3 separate regions of the Mus musculus genome follow, and all the other regions are linked to region 1. The links are chromatin contacts, called in public Hi-C and HiChIP or PLAC-seq maps. All regions are on one chromosome and are shown on one strand. Each heading gives the region's core, a stretch centred on a gene start, on an enhancer-like site or on the middle of the called end of the contact. The rest is flanking DNA. Distances are from core to core; before and after follow the strand shown. Region 1 holds the start of Sox1ot (Sox1 overlapping transcript). Region 2 has its middle 26 kb from the start of Gm33029. Region 3 has its middle 51 kb from the start of Gm33029.

Evidence for each region. Hi-C and Micro-C count contacts between places; a contact is called where the count stands out from the background. HiChIP or PLAC-seq counts read pairs in DNA pulled down with a chosen protein or histone mark.
Region 2: an H3K4me3 HiChIP or PLAC-seq map of embryonic forebrain shows a contact between it and region 1, with 4 times the contacts expected there. The contact joins the enhancer-like site here to the promoter of Sox1ot in region 1. A contact is called at or near these places in 4 of 39 promoter capture datasets (cranial neural crest, hippocampal neurons, liver and 1 more), 4 of 484 Hi-C or Micro-C datasets (embryonic fibroblasts, embryonic stem cells, myocytes and 1 more), 8 of 115 datasets of contacts at active chromatin or transcription factors (SST interneurons, craniofacial prominence, embryonic basal ganglia and 5 more) and 1 of 9 other capture datasets (embryonic stem cells).
Region 3: a Hi-C map of cortical neurons shows a contact between it and region 1, with 2.5 times the contacts expected there. The contact joins the enhancer-like site here to the promoter of Sox1ot in region 1. A contact is called at or near these places in 8 of 484 Hi-C or Micro-C datasets (cerebral cortex, cortical neurons, embryonic cerebral cortex and 1 more), 12 of 115 datasets of contacts at active chromatin or transcription factors (craniofacial prominence, embryonic basal ganglia, embryonic forebrain and 8 more) and 1 of 9 other capture datasets (embryonic stem cells).

What each region holds. Positions count from the first base shown.
Region 1 is chr8:12,384,248-12,387,276 of GRCm38.p6, reverse strand. Sox1ot (Sox1 overlapping transcript) reads right to left here and starts at 1,506. Exons shown (of 8, transcript NR_027975.2): 1 at 1,247-1,506.
Region 2 is chr8:12,212,818-12,216,199 of GRCm38.p6, reverse strand. No RefSeq gene overlaps it. Among named protein-coding and RNA genes, the nearest start is that of Gm33029, 26 kb to the left of the region's middle. Within about 2 kb of position 1,754, at least 18 of the 459 cell types and tissues checked have an H3K27ac peak or open chromatin away from gene starts, as enhancers often do. A contact at or near this core is called in SST interneurons, embryonic basal ganglia, embryonic forebrain and 1 more, where this site is marked.
Region 3 is chr8:12,187,527-12,190,808 of GRCm38.p6, reverse strand. No RefSeq gene overlaps it. Among named protein-coding and RNA genes, the nearest start is that of Gm33029, 51 kb to the left of the region's middle. Within about 2 kb of position 1,593, at least 7 of the 459 cell types and tissues checked have an H3K27ac peak or open chromatin away from gene starts, as enhancers often do. A contact at or near this core is called in cortical neurons, where this site is marked.

The DNA of each region.
Region 1 (3,029 bases), core at 257-2,756:
GCTACCTTCCAAGCCCAGCTTTCCACAAAGGGGCATCCAGAACGCGGGGCGGGGCGGGGGGGGGGGCTTCGCACTGCAGGAAATCAATGGCAGAAAGCGGGCCTTTAATGGGTTAATTGACTGGAGGCCTCTATCGCCTTCAAACACCTGTTTCCTGCCAGTGGAGGCGGCCTGTCTGGTCCCTGCCTAGGTCGATGATGTGTCTGTCCGCCTTGCTCGCTCATCGACTCTAGCCCGTGCCGAAAATCCATTTCACCTCTGAAAGACGCTGACTACTTCCGTCTGCCTGCTACTGGAACTGGGTAAAAGAGGGTGCAGATGAGGGTGGTCAGCGGTGTCCTAGAGACTTCTGAGTGTGCACAAGTTTAACTAAAAACAAAAAACAAAAACAACAACAACAACAACAAAAACCCAAACCAAACCCTAATGGTGCGTTTGACGAGGGAGGACGCCACCACCTAGGCTGGGCCTTTATGCCAGGGTCACCCCTACCTAGGGAGGGCCCTCGAGGCGTGCAGTCCTCAAGATCAGACTGCGGGAGTCCTCCTCTCGCCGGCGCACGACCTCCACCGCGCCAGTGCGGCTTCTGGGCAGGGACCGGGTCCAAAGGCACTCTGCGAGTAGAGGGCTCCCGGCTGATTGATTTTTTTTTTTTTTGTAGCAGAATTAATACAGTCAAGTCTGTCGGTCAGTCAAAGTAAAATTGATTCTTTGCCCAAAACACCTCTCACTAAGTGGCACACGCTTCAACATGTTAATTTTTTGAAGGTAATTTCAACCCGTGGGTTTAGTTCTCGATGCTGCCTCGGGTGGTGGCAAAGAGCCCGCAGCCTGGCCTCGGTAGGGCCGGGGGCGGGGCGGAGGCAGGCGACCTGAAGGAGTACCGCCACCCACTAAATCTTGCCCCCGTAGCCACAGGGCTCGATCTCCCTTCTTCTCCATCTTGAAGGGCGATCCACCTAGACAAGGCGTTGGGCCGTTGGGCGGTGGCCAATCCGAAAGGCTAAGGACCGGGGAGGAGTGAACTTACAGATAAGAAAATGACCAATGGACCCGCGAGACCGCTCGGAAGCTCATCCCCCCCCCCTTACCGGGCCACTCTCCACAGAGGCCAGCAGGTTGCGAGCACCCTGCACAACCTCCCGGAAAGTATCGATGGAGACCCGCGTCCATCCTTGCGCCTCTCCCGCCACCAATCCCTGCTCGGCCGGTGGAGCCCCCGCGCGCGAGTTCGAGACACACTTACAGTTAGTTCTTCCTGCAGCCCGCCGGGTCCGCAGCGCTTGGCCCGCCTGCACCTTCGCAGCCCTGTCTGGTTGCGGGCCGCGTGGGACCTGGGCTCCCCGCAGGCCAAGCGCACGCGCTGAAGCCCGCGGACCCCGGCCCGGCCAGGCTCCGAGCAGCGACGGCGCCCGCGCCACGCGCACGCACACTCACACGCGCACCCCCGCTCGCACACTCGCTCGCACAAGCTCCTTGCTCCTCGTTCGGCACACACACTCGCAGACGCACACACTGCAGGCGAGAGAGACAAGAAAATGAAATTTATTATTGATAGAAAAGACTCGCAAGACAATTTCAGGTTATTGTTTCTCTCTGGAAAAGGGGGATCCCGCCACATAATGAAGCGCCTTTTGTGTGGCACTGAACAATACCAAACAAGTATTCTAATAAATAGCCGCGTTTTTGTTCCTGCTCGGCAGTGAATAGAAGGGAGCCGTTGCTTCGCGAGCAGCTGGGACGCCGAGCCGAGCGGGGAGGTGGAGCCGCTGCTCGCCCTCCTCTAGCCGCTCCCCAGCCGGGTCCCCGCCGCTCCCTATTCGCCGGCGCCCGCCGCCCCTCCCGCTGGCCCGACCGCAGAGGTTCGGGACCCTTGGACCATAGGGATTCCTCCCCCTCCTCCAGAGACGATGGCACCCCCTATCCCTGTCAGCAGTCACTTGTGGCATCCCACGGGCGGCGACTGTCACCTGGAGCGGCTTTCCGGCTTTCCCTACCTCTTGCAGGAGGGACGCCCCCACCCGCACTCCTGAGTCAGCGCGGTCATTGCGCGGGATCTGAGCCGCGCGCCCCCTCCGCCCCCACCGCGTCCTCGCAGTGGGTTTTTTTCAGCTCTGCTCTCGGCTGGAGCTTTGTTGTCTCGCCGAGGGGACACCTTGGACGTGGGCGCTGCGCCAGGCCTCCCCCGGAGCAGCGAGGGCAGGTTTCCCCCCTCCTACGATGCGCTCCTCAACCCCACCCCCCTCCAGTGCTCGCTCTACCAAGGGCAGCAACAGAAGGAAAGACAGAGTCTAAGGATCAGTGTGTGAACACAAAGCTCTCAGGTTAAAAAAGACAAGACGAAGAAAAAGGAAAGAAAAGAAAAAAAGAAAAAGAAAAAGAAAGTCGCCCAGACAGGAGTCTGTCAGGGTGCACACAGGGAGAGGGAGTGGGGCGGGACTCTCAGGGGCAGTAGCCATTGCGTGGCCAGCCTGTCTGCATGGGTGGGGGGGGGGCACGACCCTCCCAACACTCTGTAATCCCCTCCTTTGGCGGGTCCCTGACCCTGGCCTCTGCAAGGCTGGAGCTGCCGACCAGCCCACCGCTAAGCAGGGTGAACGGCCCGGGACGGGATGCAGCTCAGGAGAGAACCTCTGAGAAGGAGCCCGGCTGCAGCCGCTCAAGTCTGGCTTTCAGTTTCTCCTCGCTTCCAGGTCTCTCTTTCCCCTTTGGTCCCTAACTGTAGGAAGGTGTCAGCACTTTGGACTGGAGACCCAAACCCTCTGCGACACCTAGGAAATGTTCCAGGAGCAAACTTTCTTTTTTCTTTCTTTTCTTAAAGGGATGATAACTCCCAAAGCATTTACAATTCACTCTCAACCTAAGGAAAGACGTTCACTTTATATATATATGTATGTATAAAAATTGTACAAACAAAGCACACGTGACAGTACCAGTGTTTGCTCACCCGGTCGGGGTGCTGGCAGTGTGTACTTATCTGAAGCACACTCTCCTGGACAAATGCATGCGCCCCTCCCCCCGCAGCTGCA
Region 2 (3,382 bases), core at 505-3,004, 170 kb after region 1:
CAGAGCCCTGATTTTCAGGGGGGTTGCTATATTTGGTCTACTGAAACCCGTGCATGAATTGGTCATTCAAAAGAAAACACAGAGAAGGTTAGGAGAAAATAAGCACCAGGAAGATCTTCCAGACCCTGAGCCAGCTCACTAGAGGAAGTACATCACTCATAGAGTGCTCTGGGCTCCTGCTCTTGACCAAGTGTGCCCAGTATGCAGCCGTGCAGCTGCAGGAGGCAGGCCCAGGACAGTTAGCAATGTGTCCCAATTCAAAACTATAATCTAACCCAATGTAAATGACAATGGCTTGCATCAATGGCAAAAAGTCAGACATGCCTGGTAGCCTTATAACCCCTTAGTGTAGCTCTATACTTCTCTGTGGTGAGAGACACTGGCTTGTCCCCTCCCAGGTGCAAAGGGCCACCTCAGTACTTGTGGGTACTAACTGCCCATCCAGAACCTTCCTGTGAAGCCATCTTACTTCTTAGAACAAAGAGTACATTTGCTCATACTTATTTCCTTTATGTCTTCTACAGCCTTCGGTGGACAGTGGCTCTGGGAATTAGCTGAGGACCAGACTGAACTGGGGACCACGTACCTGCCTGACAGAAGCAGGGGGCTACACAACTCACAGGGTAGACTTGTCTGCTGTCCTGACTCCTCTCACCCCACCTGGCAGGAAGACGAAGCCATTTTGCCTCTGTGGTTCTCAGACCATACCTCCTTTTCGGCTTTGAGGGCAGGGCCTGCAGGCCTCTCTCCCTAACGCCAGTTATCTGGAGAAGTACAGATATCTGGAGGATGCACACACTTTCTGTACATCCAGGCCACCTCTGTTTCTTCCATGATAGTTCCAGAATGTTCTATGCCACCCCACCCCCACCCCAGTCAGTGTCACAAGTACGAGGAGCTGTGCTGGCTCAGACTGCTGTAGAAGGCTGGTGTGGAATGGCCCCCTTAAACTCTCAGCAACACAAATGGCTGCAGTAGACTTGTATAAGACCAGGGATACTAACGTTCCCCCATGGGGAGGAGTAAGCATGAGGCCCTGCCCCAGGGATACAAAAGCAGGTACTAGTTACTGAGACATTTTCCTTTGGGATACGGATGCTTTCAAGTTGTCTGTGCTCCTGTGTTCGGGCCTAATTAAACTCACTGTTCACCTGAGCTATAAAGACAGACTCTGAAGTCTTTTCTTCCTGTTCTACTCACGGTCTTCCTGCCCTCTAACATGCTTCTGCCAGAGGTGGGAGTGGGAGCGTCAGATCTCGGACCTGACAGCCTGAGCTTCTTCCCCTTTAATCAGAGTAGGGTGTGGGAGAGCATAACGCACAGCGAAAAGAACCAATGAGCTGGTGACGTCTGTACTGTGGCAGCTTCCCACCTCCCCTCCTGACCTGCATCCCCTTGCTACCGTATTCCCCTGCCACGCAAAAGCTGCATGCCTGCCTAAAATCGTAAAATCTCCACACACACACACACACACACCCACTTAACTCCTGGGCTCCTGAGCACCCCTCGGGGCACCCCTTCTTTCCCACTTCCATGGAGGCCCAAGTGCCCCCTCAGTCCTGATTACATTGTGCATGAATCATGTTTTAATGTTTGCTTTAATACACACAGAGTCTTTAAACAATAATAATAAGAGGAGAAAAAAATCGGCAAACAGCATCAGAGAGAGGAAATCTCTTTCTTAACATAGAAGCGGGTCTCTTGGCGTCACGGGGGAGAACTGAACAGCGAGCCTGACAACATAATTAGAAGATTGTTACTGGGAAGGGAGAGGCATTCTTTATACAGCTCCTGCTCTCTCAATAAGATTATCCTCCCTGAATAGCTAATCAGCTTTTTTCCAGTTCCCCAAATCCGGGGCTCGGGCTCCTCTCCCCGTTCTTCCCGCTCGCTTGCTCACTAAATGGCAAACGGTGACACCTCGGAGGGGAAATTTCAAGTGTTAACGAAATTTCAAGTGTTAACGGGATGTGAGCAAACATGGAGATGGAGGGTGCGGGGAGAGGGGGGCTCCGGAAGATTAGCAGCAATTTAGGAAGACGGCACTGTCACACCTGGGTTGACAGCGGCTGACAGGGGCTGTTGATCTCTGCTCCCACCTCAAATTTGAGTGTCACACTTCAACAGAAAAGAGCAGAGTGAAGGGATGCTTCCTGGAGTCAGAGTGGAATGCACAGCCCATGTTCACAGCACTTAGGACGAGCAAGGGATAGGTGGAGCAAGGGTCTACCCACCCACACCATCCATGCTACTAGCTCCCATCCAGAGGGCAAGCGACCAAGGGTCAGACAGTTGTGTTGCCCAGAGTAACCATGGAGCACTGGACTGCTTCTGGAAGGGAGGGTCTCTTTGCGACAATCCTGGAATCTTACAGAAATGACTTTTCAAAGCGGCTGAACCACTGCTCCAGTCTCCCTCCGCTGACACTGGTTTAAACTATGTAGCTGTTGCCTGAGCAATTCTGGATAACTGAGGTGGTGCTGGAAAACCACAGGACCAGCTGGATCTACTGAAGTATGGGAAGGACTCCCCTGTCAGTGGTCCTGAGAACTTCCGCATCCCTCACCCCAAGTACCACTAGGGTAGGGGATAAGTTTGCTCACAGGACCACTGCTGACCCGCTCCACTGCTAGCCTGTGTTATGGGAGACCAGAAAAGATGGATGCTGCCCCGCCCCTGAAGGACCAGAGTTGAAGAAACAGTTCAGATTTGGGCTGTGGATGTGAGCCCTGAGCCTGAGAGGAGGGAAGGATTTCAATGTCCACAGCCTGTCTGTGAACGGGGATTCCTCAACAGGGTCCCCTCCGTAGTTCAGAAGAGCCGCAGAACAAAAGCTACATTGTTACAACCAGATTGGGAAGGGAGGGGTGCTAGAGAGACGGGTTGCTCAGTGGGTAAAACCCTGAACTTCTCTTGCGCAGGACCTGATTTTGGTTCCCAGCACAGGTCTCAACCTCCTGTAACTTCAGCTCCAGGGGATTTGATGCCTCTGGTCTTCCTGGGAGAACTCAAAACAAGTGTATGTAACACACACAAACACACATACATACACACAAATAATTCTTAAAACAAACAAACAAATACATGCAGAGGTGTGGGAGGTGACCATCACATAGGGGACAGAGGTCATCCCACACACTCCATCATCTCCGATCACCTCAGCGCTCAGAGCAGAGGCAGCTCTAATTCCTCCTCTTAGAAGATCCCACTTCCAGCTTAATCGTGGTGAGTGACAGGCGCTTGCGCCTAGACCTTCTGCACTCTGAGCCCAGGCTCCCTAAGGACAATGTGGTGAGCTGGACCCCAGATAGCAGCACATACGTGCATGCCACCGCTCTAATGAACATGTGCACACTCCTTCATTCCGCCCGCCAAAGCAATA
Region 3 (3,282 bases), core at 344-2,843, 200 kb after region 1:
ATGGAGATGTAGAACTCTCAGCTCTGCCGACCCCATGCCCGCCTAGATTCTGCCCTGCTGCCATCTTGATGATAATGGACTGAACCTCTGAAACTGTAAGCCAGCCCCAATTAAATGTTGCCCTTTATAAGACTTGTCTTGGTCATGGTGTCTGTTCACAGTAGTAAAAACCTAACTAAGACCACCTATGAGGTAGGTACCTTTTTACAGGAGTGGACTTCTTCAGTGTGGCACCTGAGATGGTTGAGCGCATGTCGAGTCCAAGCTGGTATCAAAATGACAGGATGTATTAGCTGATTTTGTGTCAACTTGACAAATGCTACACATCACCCCCTGGGCTGGTGGACCCTGGTTCTGTAAGAAAGCAGGCTGAGTAAGCCATGTAAAGCAAACTAGTAAGCAGCACCCTCCATGGCCTCTGCATCAGCTCCTGCCTCCAGGTTCCAGCCCTGTGTGAGTTCCTGTCCTGACTTACCTCAGTAACGGACTATTACCTGGAAGTATAAGCCAAATAAATCCTTTCTTCCAAACTTGCTTTTGGTGTTTTGTCACAGTAATAGAAACCCAAACTAAGACACCCTTAGTTTCCTTTCTATTGCTGTGATAAAAATATCAGGCAAAAGTAACTTAAGGAAGAAAGAGGTTTTGCTTTGTTTCATTTTGCTTTTTGTATTGTTTGGTTTTTTGGCCTTTGGCTTACAGGTCGAGTTGACAGTCACCATGGAGGGGAAGTCAAACTGTCAGGAGCTGGAAAGAACCAGTTACTTTGCATCCACAGTCAAGAGTAGAGAGTAATGAGTTTATGCAGGCTACATACACCCTGCTTACCCTCCAGATTTTATATGGTCTAGGGAATGGTTCCACCCACTATTACGATGGGCTTTTCTATATCTATTTACATAAACAAGATATTCCTTTGTGGGAATATCTGGAGGATAACACCCTCCCAGGTGTGCCCAGAAGCCTGTCTCCTAGGTCCTGTTGACAACTCTGACTGTTGACAACCCTGACTGTTAGAGACTGTTAGAGAAGGACTGTTAGGTCCTTCTCAAACACAGCAGGGTCATCTCCAGGACTCCTTCCTAATCTTGCAGTTCACCCAGGCACAGCCATGCTAGGAGCACCCACTAGGGTCTACTCCAGCAACATCGATACCATGTGTTTTCTGGACACCAGCAGGATTTGGACAAAGTTGGATCTTACTGCTATTACCACAGCAGGCCTGGCTCCCACCTTCTGCACACATGCACACATGCACACACTCTGCTTTATGGACTCCTTTCCCCAACCCCTTCCATACTTTTGACCACCATGAGGCTTGACAAGTAATGTTTGAATGGCTGTACTTGGCTCTTCTGTGAGTTACTCTCTGAGAGAAGGATCTTATAAAGTCCCCATGATATCTCACAATGTGTCCCCCATAGACTAGCAGTAGGGAAGGGTTTGGCAGGATTGGGCACATGCATATCATACCAACCAGAGCACAATCCGAATGCACTTTGCAAAACCTGGAGGTAATTAGCTGTTAACTTGCTAGTGATCCCAGCCCTGAGCACTGAACCAAGCCCCTGCTAGATGTTCAGCTCCTCTTATTTAACCTTCCTGGATCTTGGAACAGCACACAGCCTATTATCTACACTGCTCTGCATTGTCTCTGCCTGGGAAGAGAACATTAAGCTGCCTTTGAAATCTTCATCCTGCCACTATCTGCATGCATTAGCATATCTTATGATTTAAATCTAATTATCGGAGCTTTCCAAGGGATGGAACTGAAAGTGATCATTGAGGGAGCACTTTAACACTGACAGAAGAGGCCGAGAAAGAGCCAACAGAGAAGCTTCCATACGACCGTGCTTAACCTGAGGACAGATCAGACTCGAAGAGGAAATGAAGGCAACCTGCTCCATTATCGAAACTGCCCGGTGCTCACACAGACCACAGGCTTGTCCCACTGCTGTATCCAGAGATGCTATGCTTGCTGTCACAACAAAAGATCATCATTTTCTCCAAGCAACAGCAACTCCAAGCAAGCATCCTAAACACTGGGCATTTCTCAAAGCAAGCATCACCGCCAAGATGTGTTTCCTGGAGGACTTGTAATGCGTTCTTCTGAGAGGCCAAGCAATTCATTGACCCTGTGCCAAAAGCACTGAGGTGTGACACTGAGTTTGCCCTCAGCTGGGTTTTGCAGGGCAGCTGGAGCCTGTCATGTTAGTCCAAGAAGCGAGACGCTAAGGTCAGGGTCTCAGAATGAGGGTGGAACTGCCTGATGCTGCTCCGTGGTTTGCAGATGCCTTTCTCTCCCAGAACTTTCTACCACCTTCCATTTACTGTGCCTGATACAGTTGTAACACCTCCCTTGTTCACAGACCCCAGTGATCTTGGATTAGGGTCCACCCAGTCTGTTCATTTTAACTTGCTTTTCGTCCACTCTGAACATCCACCTAGAACACAGGCTTTTCAGGTAAGAAAACTGCCCATTCTCTAACAGCCCAACAGCCCAGGGAACGGGCATCTTAGGCATCAGGAAATCAGCTCTACCAATGCCCCCTGTGGCTGCTCAAGGAGATATTTAGCTCCTCCAGGAGAGCTGGAATGGTTGATGTAGTCACAGGCAGGCTCAGCCTAACAGCTCATCTTCTCAGCCCAGGAGGCTCTGCTCTTGGACCACATGCTGAGAGATTGCAAGAGCCCTGCCACACCTGCTTAAGGAGTGCCAGCTCCCATGAAGGGATGCCAACTCATCAGACACATGTACTACAGCGCTCAACCTCCAACTCCTACTTGCCCCCAAGCCCTGTGCCTGGGATGTATCCTAAACAACATGGCATTGTGAAGTAAGATTTTGTCTATAGACAGGCTTCTCATATGAGCACTGAAATGAGGCTTTAGGGGACTGACAGAGCACAGACAGTCATCTCTGCTCAGAACCTGAGGTGCTGACTATTGCCAACAATGCCTCCCCGCTCGTGACAGAAGTTGATGGTCCTGTGGGCCGACCAGCTGCTGCTATGGCAATGCCTGACTCAATGCAGAAGGAGTTGATTGCCTCTGCTTTAGAAGTCTCAATACCTGATAGTGAGCAGGGTATGGCAGAGCCTGACAGCTCATACCATGGCAGCCAGGAAACACAGGCACACTCACACACACATGCACACACACACATACATGTGTATGCACACAGACTCACATGTACACACTCGTCTGCACACATACATGTACACACAGTGCACATACATGCACACACAGTTGTATGCACACATTCTCACACATGCACACATG